Linked DNA regions of Sus scrofa: region 1 is linked to region 2. Evidence: chromatin contacts called from public HiChIP or PLAC-seq data. All regions are on one chromosome and are shown on one strand. Each heading gives the region's core, a stretch centred on a gene start, on an enhancer-like site or on the middle of the called end of the contact. The rest is flanking DNA. Distances are from core to core; before and after follow the strand shown.

Region 1 (6,216 bases), core at 3,086-5,585, 240 kb after region 2:
AGGTTTGGGGGTAGCATGTCCTGAACACCATTGTATGTGAAGCATGTTGAAATCAGATTCTAGTGATAAAGATGGGCTCTAGGAAAGTGAGTCCAGTCTTGAGGAGGTTGTGTTTGCTGGACTGGCCGTTTGTCTGTCACCCAGAGGCTGGGTCTTCCTGGGGCTGACTCAGGAGTCAAGGTCATGAAGAGGGTGGAGAGTCTCCTCTTGTTCAGCCTCATGGGCGCTTCGGAGTATTAAAGTCCCGGCTTATCGTTCTGGCTGCTCCAATGTCAGAGACCTTTCAAGGTCTGAGGGAAGTCTGGGGAGGTGGTAGGTGAGCTCTTGTGTACTTCCTCTGGCTGTCATTGTCACGGCTCCTGAAGCAGCTGCCCACAAGGCTGACCACTTGCTGGCCTTCCCTTCTGACTGAAACAGAGGACCAGGTAGGGACTGGAGAGCAGAGCGAGGCTAGTGGAGACTGACCTCTCAGATGCTCATGGGGGCAGCCAGGTTGTAGAAATGTGACAAAGGAAAAGTGATGTTGGAGTGTGGAGAGGTCACGGCATCACGGGAGTGCATGTCCCAGCCAGAGATGGCAGCCGCTTCCACCTCTGCCACGTGCTCACATACCCAGCATGACCCAGCGTTGTCAGATGCTATCATTTGGTTTTTTTCTTTAAAGAGAAACCAGAAATCCAGATTTTTATGTGAAATCTGTTTTTTTTTTTAATTGTGGTAAATAGATAGCATACTTATAATTTTAAACTGTTCATAGGTATACAATTCAATACCATGAAGTAGAGTCGCAGGCTTGTGTGAACATTACCAGTATATGTACCCCAAACTTTTTTTATCATCCCCAACAACTGTGTACCCATTAAAAAATAACCCCTCCCTTCCTTCTCTCTCCAGCCTCTATAACTAACCTCTATCCTACTTTCAGTCTCTATGAATTTGACTATTGTGGGTACCTCATATAACCAGAATCATACAATATTTGTCTTTGTGTATCTAGCTTAGGAAATCCTTTTAAAAAGCTGGTAAGATTCCAACGTTCACTATTATTATTATTATCTTCCATGTTTTGAAATCATGGGTCAGATGCAACCTGTAGTTTGAGACGTCTGGGAAAGGTAACGTGAAACTGAATTCCTGTCCTGCCTTCTCCTTCTTTGCAAAGCCCTCACTGAAGATGTGGGCACATGGATGAGGTCAGAGGCTGGCGACACTGGGGAGGGAACTAGACCAGTGCTCCCCCAAAGGATGACCATTTGCCTTACCTGTAGGGCCAGAATAAAATACAGATGCCTAGGCCCCTTTGTGGACTCCCTAATCAGACTCTCGGGGGGGGGAGGGCAGGCTCCTGTGTTTTCACCTGGCTTCATCAGGTGAGGCTCCTGATCAGACTTGAAATCACTAGGAGAGAGGAGCGGTGTGTCGTGGGAAAACGCCCTTCTGCTTGGAGCCAGGCTCCTGTCAGGACTGGTATGTTTTGCGCTGCTCTCTGATGGGTCTGATGTCCAGGGGGATGTAGCTGGGAGCTCAACCACTCTCTGTACTGAGGGGAGATGAGAATTATGAGAGGTGAATCATAATCTGATTCACTTAAGGTTCTGAAAATATACTCAAAGCCCTGGGGTAGGGTGGGCCCTGAAGGCCTATGAGGTGGAACCAGAGCAGAAGCTCTCTATCCTCCTGTTTCTTTGACTTTCATCTCAGTGCACTGGAGGAGGCTGTGCCTGACCTGACTTCTGTCGTGGCCACCTTGCCTTGGCAGGCATTCTTGAGGGCCTGACAACGGCATGGAATCAGAACTAAGTCTTCTGTTTAGCAGCCAGGACCACTCCTCTCTTGCCTTTCCTATCCGGCCTGTCCCTTGTTCCCTCCCAGCCTTGTCCTCTGCTCTGACCAATCTGGCTCCTTATTTTTCTCCTTGAAGATACACTGCTTAGAGATTAAGCCTAAAGCGCAGGGGAGTGACGTCACTAGATGGTGGACCAGGAAGCTCTGGGCCCTCGCTCACCCACAGAAACATTAAGTAAACCAGAAACTGCTAAAATAACTTTTTTAATGGGAGTTTTGGAAATCAAAGACCTACAGCAACCAAGCAAATGCCCAACCCAGAAAAAGTCACATTCGAAATGGTAGACGATTTCATGGCTGTTTTACTCACCTTAGCTCTCCCCTCTCACCACTGCTGTGCCTCCTGAGTTGCTTTCTGCAAACCTGACCCAGCAGAGCAGACCAAATTTGCAACATTTTAAGCCAGTTGTGTTTCTGTACATTAACAATGAACAATCCAAAAAGGAAATTAAGATTCTGTTTACAGTAGCATTGAAAAAAAAAAAAAAAACTCAGCAATCAACTTAACCAAGGAGGTGAAAGATTTGTACACTGAAGACTATAAAATGTTACCAAAAGAAATTAAAGAAGTCATATTAAAATGAAAAAACATCCTATGTTCATGGATTGGAAGACTTACTTTTGTTAAGTTGTCAATATTACCCAAAGAAGTCTATAAATCCAGTGTAATCACTACCAAAATCCCGATGATGTTTTTCATGGATGAATAAAAATGCATCCTAAAATTCGTATAGAAATTAAAGGGACACTGACCAGCCAAAACAATCTTGGAAAAGAATAACAAAGTCAGAGGTCTGACACTTCTTGATACCAAAACTAATAACGCTGCAGGAATCATGACAGTGCTGTATCGGCATAAAGATAAACATGTAAGGCTAGAGGAATAGAGTCCAGATAAACCTCCCATGTATGGTCAACTTCAACAAGGGTGTCAAGACCATTCAAGAGCAAAAGGACAGCTTTTTAAATAGGCTTTATTTTTGATAGCACTTTTAGTTTCACAGCGAAATTAAGAGGAGGTACAGGCTTTTCTTATCTACTCCCTGGACTACCTTCTGGTGTAGCCTCCCCTGTTGTCAGCATCCCCCACCAGAGTGGTACATTTGTTGTAGTCGATGAAACTATGTTGACATATAATTATCACTTGTCTTCAACAAATCATATTGGAAAACTGTAAGACTCTTACTAGAAAACATAAGGGGAACGTTGCATGGTATTGATTTTGGCAATGATGGCAGTGGTTTCTTGGATATGATACTAAAAGCATAGGCAGCAACAACAACAAAAAAATGGACCATATCAAAATTAAAAATTTTTGTTCACTAGAGAACACTATCATTAGAGTGAAAAGGCAGTCCATGGAGTGGGAGAAAATATTTGCAAATTATATATCTGATATGGGGTTAATATCTAGATTATATAAAGAACTCTTTAGCTGAACAACAACAAAAACACAACCTGATTTGAAAAGGAGCAAATGACTTGAGTAGACATTTCTCTCCCCAAAAAAAAGATACGCATGTGGTCAATAAACACAAGAAAGGAAGCTCAGCATTGGGGAAATGCAAATCAAAACCACAAGGAGATACTCATTCATACCCGTTAAGATGGTTATCAATTAAAAAAAAAAAGAAAGAAAGAAAAAAAGAAAAAGTAAGAAGTGCCTGCAAGAATGTGGAGAAAATGGAACCCTTGTGCCTTGCTGATGGGAGTGTAAAACCATGCGGTCACATGGAAGATTGTATATCACTTCCTCAAAAAATTAAAAATAGAATTACTGTATGATTTAGTAATCTGCTTCTCAGTAGATACCCTAAAGAATTGAAAGCAGGAACTTGAACAGATATGTGTACACTCATGTGTGAAGCAGTATTCTTCACAAAAGCTAAAGGGTGGGAGCAAGCCAGATGTTCATCTATGGCTGAATTGATAAATTGTGGTATATGTGTAGGATGGAATAGTATCCGTTCTAAAAAGAAAAGAAATTCTGACACATGCTGCACCTGGATGACCTTGAAGACATTATGCTCAGGGAAAGAAGGTTGTCACAAAAGGACACACTCCACTGCTATGAGATACTGAGGTGTCTTTTTATTTGACACAGAACAGTTCTCCAATTCTCTAACACCAACTGGGTGTCTTACAATTCAGTTCAATTCTGACAGCAACTCCTTGGAGTTGGTGCAGACTCCAGTTAAGGACTCAGTCCCACTAGTCTGCCTCCACTGAAGATGCCCTTTGCAAGTCCCAGGGGCCGCCCATACTTCTGACTGACAGCTATAAATTGGGGTGGGGGAGTGCCCACAAGCCCTGCTCAGGTTCTATAATTGGCTGGAATGGCTCAGGGAACCCTGGTAAACACTTTACCTGCTGTTTTTGCTGGTTTATTTTAAAGGCTAACGTCAGGAACAGCCAGATGGAGATGCAAGAGCCTCTGTGGGGCCGCCCCCCTCCCAGGACTTTGATGTCATGTGCTCACCAGCCTGAGGGTTCACCAGATTTCCTTGCTCATGAGTTTTTCTAGAGCTCAATTTCCAGCTCCCTTCCTCTTTTCAGAAATGGGGCTGAAAGTTCCCAAACTCTAATCGCTTGGTCTTCTGGAGACCAGCTCCATCCCAAGGCTCTACAGGGGCCCCTCTCTCAGTCACCTTATAGCATAAACTCAGGTGGGGTGGAATTGGGTTCCTTATAACAAAGGACATTCCTGTCACTCAGGAAATTCCCAGGGTTTAGAGCTTTGTGCCAGGAACCAGGGCCAAAGACCAAATATGTTTTTGTTATACCACAGCTACCTGGAGTCATCGAATTCGTAGAGACAGAATGCAGAATGGTGGTTGCCAGAGGCTGGGGGAGGACGGGGTGGGGAGTAAGTGTTTAAGGGGTACAGCTTCAGTTTGGGAGGATGGAAAAAGTTCTGGAAATGAATGGTGTTATGGTTGCACAATAATGTAAATGTATTTAATGACACTGAACTGTGCAGTTAAATATGATTAAAACAGTAAATGTTATGCTCTCTATATATTTTACCATGACCAAAAAAAAAAAAAAAAAAAAAGTAACACTGCTTGTGAGGTGTTCCTTCTGGCTAGGTACCTGGGTACCTGCTCCTCCTCTGCCATCATCTCCTCAGTTTCTGTGCTGGGGAAGGATGTTCTTTGCCCTTGTGGGTGCTTGCTGAGTTGGCGTGGATACAGGCCCTTGTGTTTTCTGGCGATTTGGGTTTCCTCTTCTTCCTTAACTTTAACTGTCCTCTTTCCCTCTTCCTCCAGCTCCTCTTCCCACTAAATGGGAAACTTGTCAAAGGACTGGAGCCTGGACTAATACATGTCTCCCGCCTTTCAGGGCTCTGGGCATAATAGCTGCTTAAATATGGATGGAGAAATGAATAAACACGTGTTCCTTTCCTGAAAGGAGTTGAGGTGATCACTCAGCTGAGAGCTCGGGCGATTGGAGGAAGGGACTCGCATGCCCTGATTGGCTTCCTGACCTGATGCAGTCTTACCCCTTGGGTGGAAAGAGCTGTTCAGTCCTTACTGGGTGCCTTGAATTCTGCTAGACCCAGGATGGGCGAGGTCACATCTTTAGCTCCTCTGTGTACCCTTGAAATAAGACCCTTGACTTTTCTAACTCTTGGCTTCTTACTTTAAGACGGAGATAATATTGGCTATTGCAGAAGGTCGAGGAGAGGAGTAAATGAGACAGGAGGGGAGGGCAGTTAGGGACAGTTTATCAGATAGGAAGTGCTAAGTGAAGAACAGAGCTGTCGCTGCTATCATCGATAAAGGTAATTGGGAGTTCCCGTTGTGGCTCAGCAGGTTGAGAACCTGACATAGTGTCCGTGAGGATGTGGGTTTGATTCCTGGCCTCACTCACTCTGTGGGTTAGGCGTCTCGTGCTGCGGTGTAGGTCTGCCCATCAGACCTTAGTCTTATAAACCTGACTCTACTGAAGGAAGGGGGGTGCCCCGGCTTATCAGGTGGCCACAGCTGTTTTCCACTGCCTGATTCTTGATCTTTGTCCAGCAATACTGTTAACAGGATGTCCTTCCCTTGCCTTCACCTCCCTCAACCCCCGACATCAAACAGCCCCCTGTGGATTGGTTGGATCCTCATCAGGGATGATAAGGCACCACAGAGTTAAGGTGGAAGCTGGTGTTTCCTCTTCTTTCTTCTCTGTGCCCTGACTGCTGTCTCGTGCCCTCCCAAACTTAACCCCAGGGAGCGTCTCCCCTCTCTTGGTTCTGCAGGATGAAGGGCTCCAGAAGGGAGGGGGACAGAAGCTGGAGCAAGGTTGGGGGTTGTTGTGCTTCCTTTTTTCTTTTCTCCTCTTCTCTGGAAATTCCTGATTGCTGCCCCAGATTGGCTATGTTGG
Region 2 (5,607 bases), core at 404-2,903:
CTCGGGGTCCGGAGCTGAGTCTGCAACATACACCAGAGCTCAAGGCAATGCCTGATCCTTAACCCACGGAGCGGGAGGCCAGGGATCGAACCCATGCCACAGCAGTGACCCAAGCTACAGTAGTCACAACACCAGATCCTTAACCATTAGGCTGCCAGGGAACTCCAGGTTCTTGCATTTTGGTATGAACAAAATGCACATTTTGCTGGTTTAAAACATTTTTAAAAATGATTTAAGCTGTGCCCTACCATCTATTCGGGTGAGAATTTTGACTGAGAAAGATATAAAAACATGTTCTGGTCTCAGAGACAGGAGGTTTGGCTCGGCAACTGACTTGTATGATCTGGAGCAAGTAACTTAAGCTTCCTGATCCTCAGTTTCCTGGCCTCCAGAAGGGGATTTGTGCCGAGAAAAGAATTGGTACTGTGCCTGGCATACAGGGGTGTTTGATATGGTTGACATGTTGATGGCAATTGGAAAAACATTAAATAAAAATCCAAGGCATATAGCATGAAGCCTGCTTTATAAGGCTCACCTATGACATTTCAGGGGCGTTTCAGCCAGTGTCAGACTGATGAGGAATATGATCTAGGTTGGTGGTGGGTGTTCCCCTGCCCCCCACCTCAAGGCCATGTTCACTGTCTAGGAAGGACTTCTGAAGGACGGCAGCAGTAAAAACATGTATCAATTTGTCTTTCAGAAACAGGCAATATCTCAATGTGTCCAGCTCCTAAAATAGCACATTTGCGCCTTTAAAAATTCTGTGGTTTAAATAAAAATCAATGGCAGGGGAAAACGAAAAGGCACAGGATATCTGAATTGGAATAAATTTGAATTGTATTGCAACTAGGGGGTCTCGCAATTTTCTGCCCCGTGGCTCATAACTTTTCGGAGCCTCAGTTTTTCCAAGTATTGACACTCCTCAAGATAAAGTGGGGCAAAAAGCAATATATGGGCAAGTTTTAGCTTAGGGCCCCAGTCATAATCATTAATACCCTTTATGAGGTTGTATATTTGAGGTGGCCTGGAACACAGGTTTTGAGGTTAGGTCTGGGTTAGACTTCTGGTTCTACCCTTCGGCTCTGCTACCTTGGGAAAGTTATTTTGTCTCAAGGGGTTTGTGCAGCCTAAGCACTAAGGTGTGTGATATCTGGCTTAGAGCAGGCATCCAACATTATAATGAGGTTCTCCTTGCCGCCTCCTGGTCTCATCACTCTTTGGCTTTTTGATCCTTGTAGAGCCTGAACCACATAACATAGCACTTGATTATACACTGCCTTATATTGTCCTCTTGTTTTTTTCTCACATGCTCAACTCTGGCTCTTTTCATGAAGCTCAGGTCCTTGAAGGTGCCACCTGGGATGTAGATTTCTTTAGTATTCCCTCCAGGAACTCCTATGTGTACATGCTCCATAAATCTTTCCTGCCTTGAATTGAGTCTGATCGATGGGTCTTTCCCCAATGATTTCTCAAGGCTTCACCCAGATTGAGCTGAAACCCTTGGGAAAAATTGCAGCTGCCTGCCTAAGTCCCCAGTGACTGGAGCTGTTGGCTTTGCTGAAAATGACAAATGGAGAAGCTCAAGGGCCTGAGTGCCACCGCAGGCATCGGACAGCTAAGGAGAGGGGGCTGCTCAGCCCCCCTCCCTGTCTCTCCCAGCCACCTGACTCAACAGCAGTGCCTGTGGCTTTGTGGGACAGCTGTGGCCTTAAATGGCACCAGAGCTTAAGACGCTTCCCTTATTTACATAGCCGCTGTTTTAATGCCTAAGAGCAGTCCTTCTGTGGTCCCAGTAGGTAATCCGAATGAAAAGTTAAACAAACACGAACAAAGTGAGGGAGGGGTAGGGTAAGGATCTGGCTGCAGATTTTCAACATTCGCCTTTTGTTTCTCCAAAAGAATATGCCATTTAAAAGGGGAACTTTCCACCCTCCCAATTCCTCAATTATTTCGAATAGTTTACCCACTAGAAGAAGGACTAGAGACTCATTAAAGTCAAATAGTTGACCTTCAGTGTTGGGGCAGAGCTGAGGGATGGGTATGCTAATTTGCATATCTAAAGTAGCTTGTGAGTGTATTTGCATAATTCAAGACTGTAGTATGGGTATCAGGCTACTTTGTAGAACCCAAATCTTTTTTTTTTCCCTTTTGATTTTAGGGGTTGTAAAGTCCTTTGTTCATGCACTAATTTAACAAATATTTATTGAGCTAGGGGCTGGGTCCTGTGACTATCAGGTTTATTCACTGGGCAAATATATGTTAAATCCCCTACAGGCAGGCCCTGTGTCAGGTGCTGGGGACAGAAGCATGAATGAGATAGGTATGGGGTCTAGCTCTGCAGACCCAGTGGGGATTAAGAGGCAAATGAATGGCCAGTATAATGTATAGTGCAAATTGCTAGGAGGGATTTCACAGGTTGCTAAGGAAGTTCTCAGTGAGAATCCCAGATCTAGACTTGGGAGTTCAGGAGGAAGTCACAGCTAAACTAAGCCTGATAGAAAAATAGGGCGAGTTCCCATTGCGGCTCAGAGGTAACAAACCTGATTATTATCCATTAGGATGAAGGTTCGATCCCTGGCCTTGCTCAGTGGGTTAAAGGATACGGCTTTGTTGTGTACTGTGGTGTAGGCTGCACACTTGGCTAGGATCTGGCATTGCTGTGGCTGTGGCATAGGCCAGTGGCTATATCTCGGATTCATCCCCTAGCCTGGGAGCTTCCATATGCCATGGGCGTGGCCCTAAAAAAAAACGAAAACCAAAAAAAACCACAAAAACTCCCTGCACACACACAACTCTAAAAATAGGAGCTGGCCGGGTGTGGAGGTGGCTGTAGTGAGACAGGAGGGAAACTCTTTATAGACAGAGGATGTACGAAAGAATGGGAGGAGATAGGCTAGGTTACGCTGCAGTAAAAGAACTGCTCCCCCCACAAAGTAGCTTAACACGAGAACTGTTTCTTTCTCCCTCAAGAGAAGTTTGATGTGCATTCAGGGCAACTGTCCTCCATGTGGTGACTCAGTGATCCAGGATGCTTCCATCTCAAGACTCCACCATTTCAATATGTGGCTGAGGAAGAAGAGAGAGGGAGAAGCATTGGAAATTTATAGCTTTAACCCAGATGTAACCACTGGCTTCTGCTCAAAATCTGCTAGAACTAGTTACATGGCTCCATCTAATTGCCACAAGGCAAGAAATGTAGGCAAGCACATGTGATATTTGGTGAGTGACACTGCCTGTGCCATGCGGAGAGTGCATATAGCACCCTGGGAAATGGCAGGTCATTCTGGATGGCTGCAGCTTATTTTGTGTGTTTACTGGTGGTTGGTGGGCAAGATTGGGAGAGAAATTGTAAACAATGAGATAAGCTGAGGTCAGTCCCAAAGGGTTTTGTCATCCATTTTAATGTTGAGAAATTTGGATTTTGGGGAGACGTGGAAGAATTTTATTAGGATCACATTGACATTCCAGAAAGAACTTTGTTTTGCTTTCAGAGCTGCAGGTGTGGCATATGGACGTTCCAGGCTAGGGGTTGGATGGGAGCTGCAGCTGCTGGCCTATACCACAGACACAGCAACACAGGATCTGAACTGTGTCTGTGACCTACACCACAGCTCACCGCAACACTGGATCCTTATCCCACTGAGCGAGGCCAGATATTGAACTTGGGTCCTCATGGACACTAGTCAGATTTGTTACCACTGAGCCACAACGGGAACTCCCAAAAAGACCATCTTAAAAAGATCAGGCTTTCAGAGTTCCTGTTGTGGCGCAGCAGAAATGAATCTGACTAGGAACTATGAGGTTATGGGTTCGATCCCTGGCCTTGCTCAGTGGGTTAAGGATCTGGCCTTGCCATGAACTGTGGTGTAGGTCGCAAACGAGGCTTGAATCCTGCATTGTTGTGGCTGCGGCGTAGGGAGCTGTAGCTCTCATTTGACCCCTAGCCTGGAAACCTCCGTATGTCGTGGGTTCGGCCCTAAAAAGCAACAACAACAGCAACAACAACAAAAATCAGGCTTTCATACAGAGACTGAGAAGGAAGGAGAGGAGAGGGCAAGATTGGGGAACTGTTAAGAAGGGTTTGCAGTTGATCAGGTGAGAGATGACGGTTCCTGAACAAGGAAGGGGCTGTGAGGATGTGGGGGGGGGTGCATTCTCAAGAACTACACAGGATATGGTGGATAGAGTGAAGGAGAGGAGGGGGTAAGGGGGAAGCTCAGACATGTGGCTTGAGTGACCGGATGGGGAGTGGTCCTGTCCACCTGCTCAGGAAGCGGTGGGGGGGTAAGTGTAGGGAAAGACAATGTGCTCACTTTTGGGGTCATTGAATTTAGGGGTCTGTAGAACATCTAAGAGGAGATGTTCAAGGGACATCTAGATTTGGATCTATGGCTCTGGTGCTGAGGAGAGTCTGGCTGGTTATGTTAATTGGAGTCATGAATATGCAGATGGTATTGAAGTCATGACTATGGAAAGTTGAATTTATTTATTTATTTATTTATTTATTTATTTACTACAGCCTCGCTTGCATCTGTGACCTATGTGTGCAGCAACGCTGGATCCTTAATCCACTGGACGAGGCCAGGAATCGAACTCGCATCTTCATGGCGGAGCCACAATGGGAACTCTGGAAAGTTGAATTTTATTTTATTTTTTTATTTTTTATTTTTTATTTTTTATCTGTTTAGGGCCACACCTACGGCATACGGAGGTTCCCAGGCTAGGGGTCTGATCGGAGCTGTAGCTGCTGGCCTATGCCACGGCCACAGCAACACCAGATCTGAGCCGCATCTGCGACTTACACCACAGCTCACGACAACTCCAGATGCTTTAACCCACTGCGAGGCCAGGGATACAACCTGAGTCCTCATGGATATTAGTCAGGTTTGTTTCTGCTGAGCCACAATGGAAACTCCTGGAAAGTTGAATTTTAAAAATCCCTGCTCTTGAGTAGCTAAAAGTTTAGTTTAGGGTAGGGTCCAAGCATAAAAGCAAATATTAGAATTCAAAGTGAATGGTATAACACTGAGCAGTGTACGAGGTTCTGTGGTGGCACAAAGCCAGCCTGAGGGTCAGAGAAGGCTTGATAGCAGAGGGCAAGACTGGGTGAGAGGTAGGTAGGTGGGTTAGGGAAGGGCGGTCCACATGGAAGGAATAGCAGGTGCAAAGGCACGGAGATGTAAATGCAGCCTTGCCCGGCCACGGTGGGTTTGGTTTCTGGCGCATGTCACTGTGCTCATCTGAGAGAAGAGGGAGGAGCTGCACTGGAGACCTCGGGGAAACATCTGTCCATCCACAGCTCAGCAGTGCACCCTAAATAGGAGGGAGAGTGGCCTTACACAGTTGAAGCATTCAGGATAAGGTGGTATTTTCAAAAATTGTTTTTATTTATTTTTAAAATTTTGATTTTATTTATTTAATTTATTTTCTGGCTGTGCCTGAGGCATGCAGAAGTTCCCAGGCCAGGGACTGAAACTGTGCCACAGCAGTGACAATACTGGATCCTTAACCTCTAGGCCACGGGGGAACTCCTAAATTTTTTTTTTTTTTTTTGGTCTTTTTAGGGCCACACCCATAGCACATGGAGGGTCCCAGGCTAGAGGTTGA

The links. HiChIP or PLAC-seq counts read pairs in DNA pulled down with a chosen protein or histone mark.
Region 1: an H3K27ac HiChIP or PLAC-seq map of alveolar macrophages shows a contact between it and region 2. The contact joins two enhancer-like sites. A contact is called at or near these places in 1 of 5 promoter capture datasets (liver) and 1 of 2 datasets of contacts at active chromatin or transcription factors (alveolar macrophages).

What each region holds. Positions count from the first base shown.
Region 1 is chr7:98,724,201-98,730,416 of Sscrofa11.1, forward strand. The region is part of intron 2 of FLVCR2 (feline leukemia virus subgroup C cellular receptor family member 2); the gene reads left to right. Among named protein-coding and RNA genes, the nearest start is that of FLVCR2, 9.0 kb to the left of the region's middle. Within about 2 kb of position 4,336, at least 6 of the 83 cell types and tissues checked have an H3K27ac peak or open chromatin away from gene starts, as enhancers often do. A contact at or near this core is called in alveolar macrophages, where this site is marked.
Region 2 is chr7:98,487,643-98,493,249 of Sscrofa11.1, forward strand. No RefSeq gene overlaps it. Among named protein-coding and RNA genes, the nearest start is that of FOS, 41 kb to the left of the region's middle. Within about 2 kb of position 1,654, at least 8 of the 83 cell types and tissues checked have an H3K27ac peak or open chromatin away from gene starts, as enhancers often do. A contact at or near this core is called in alveolar macrophages, where this site is marked.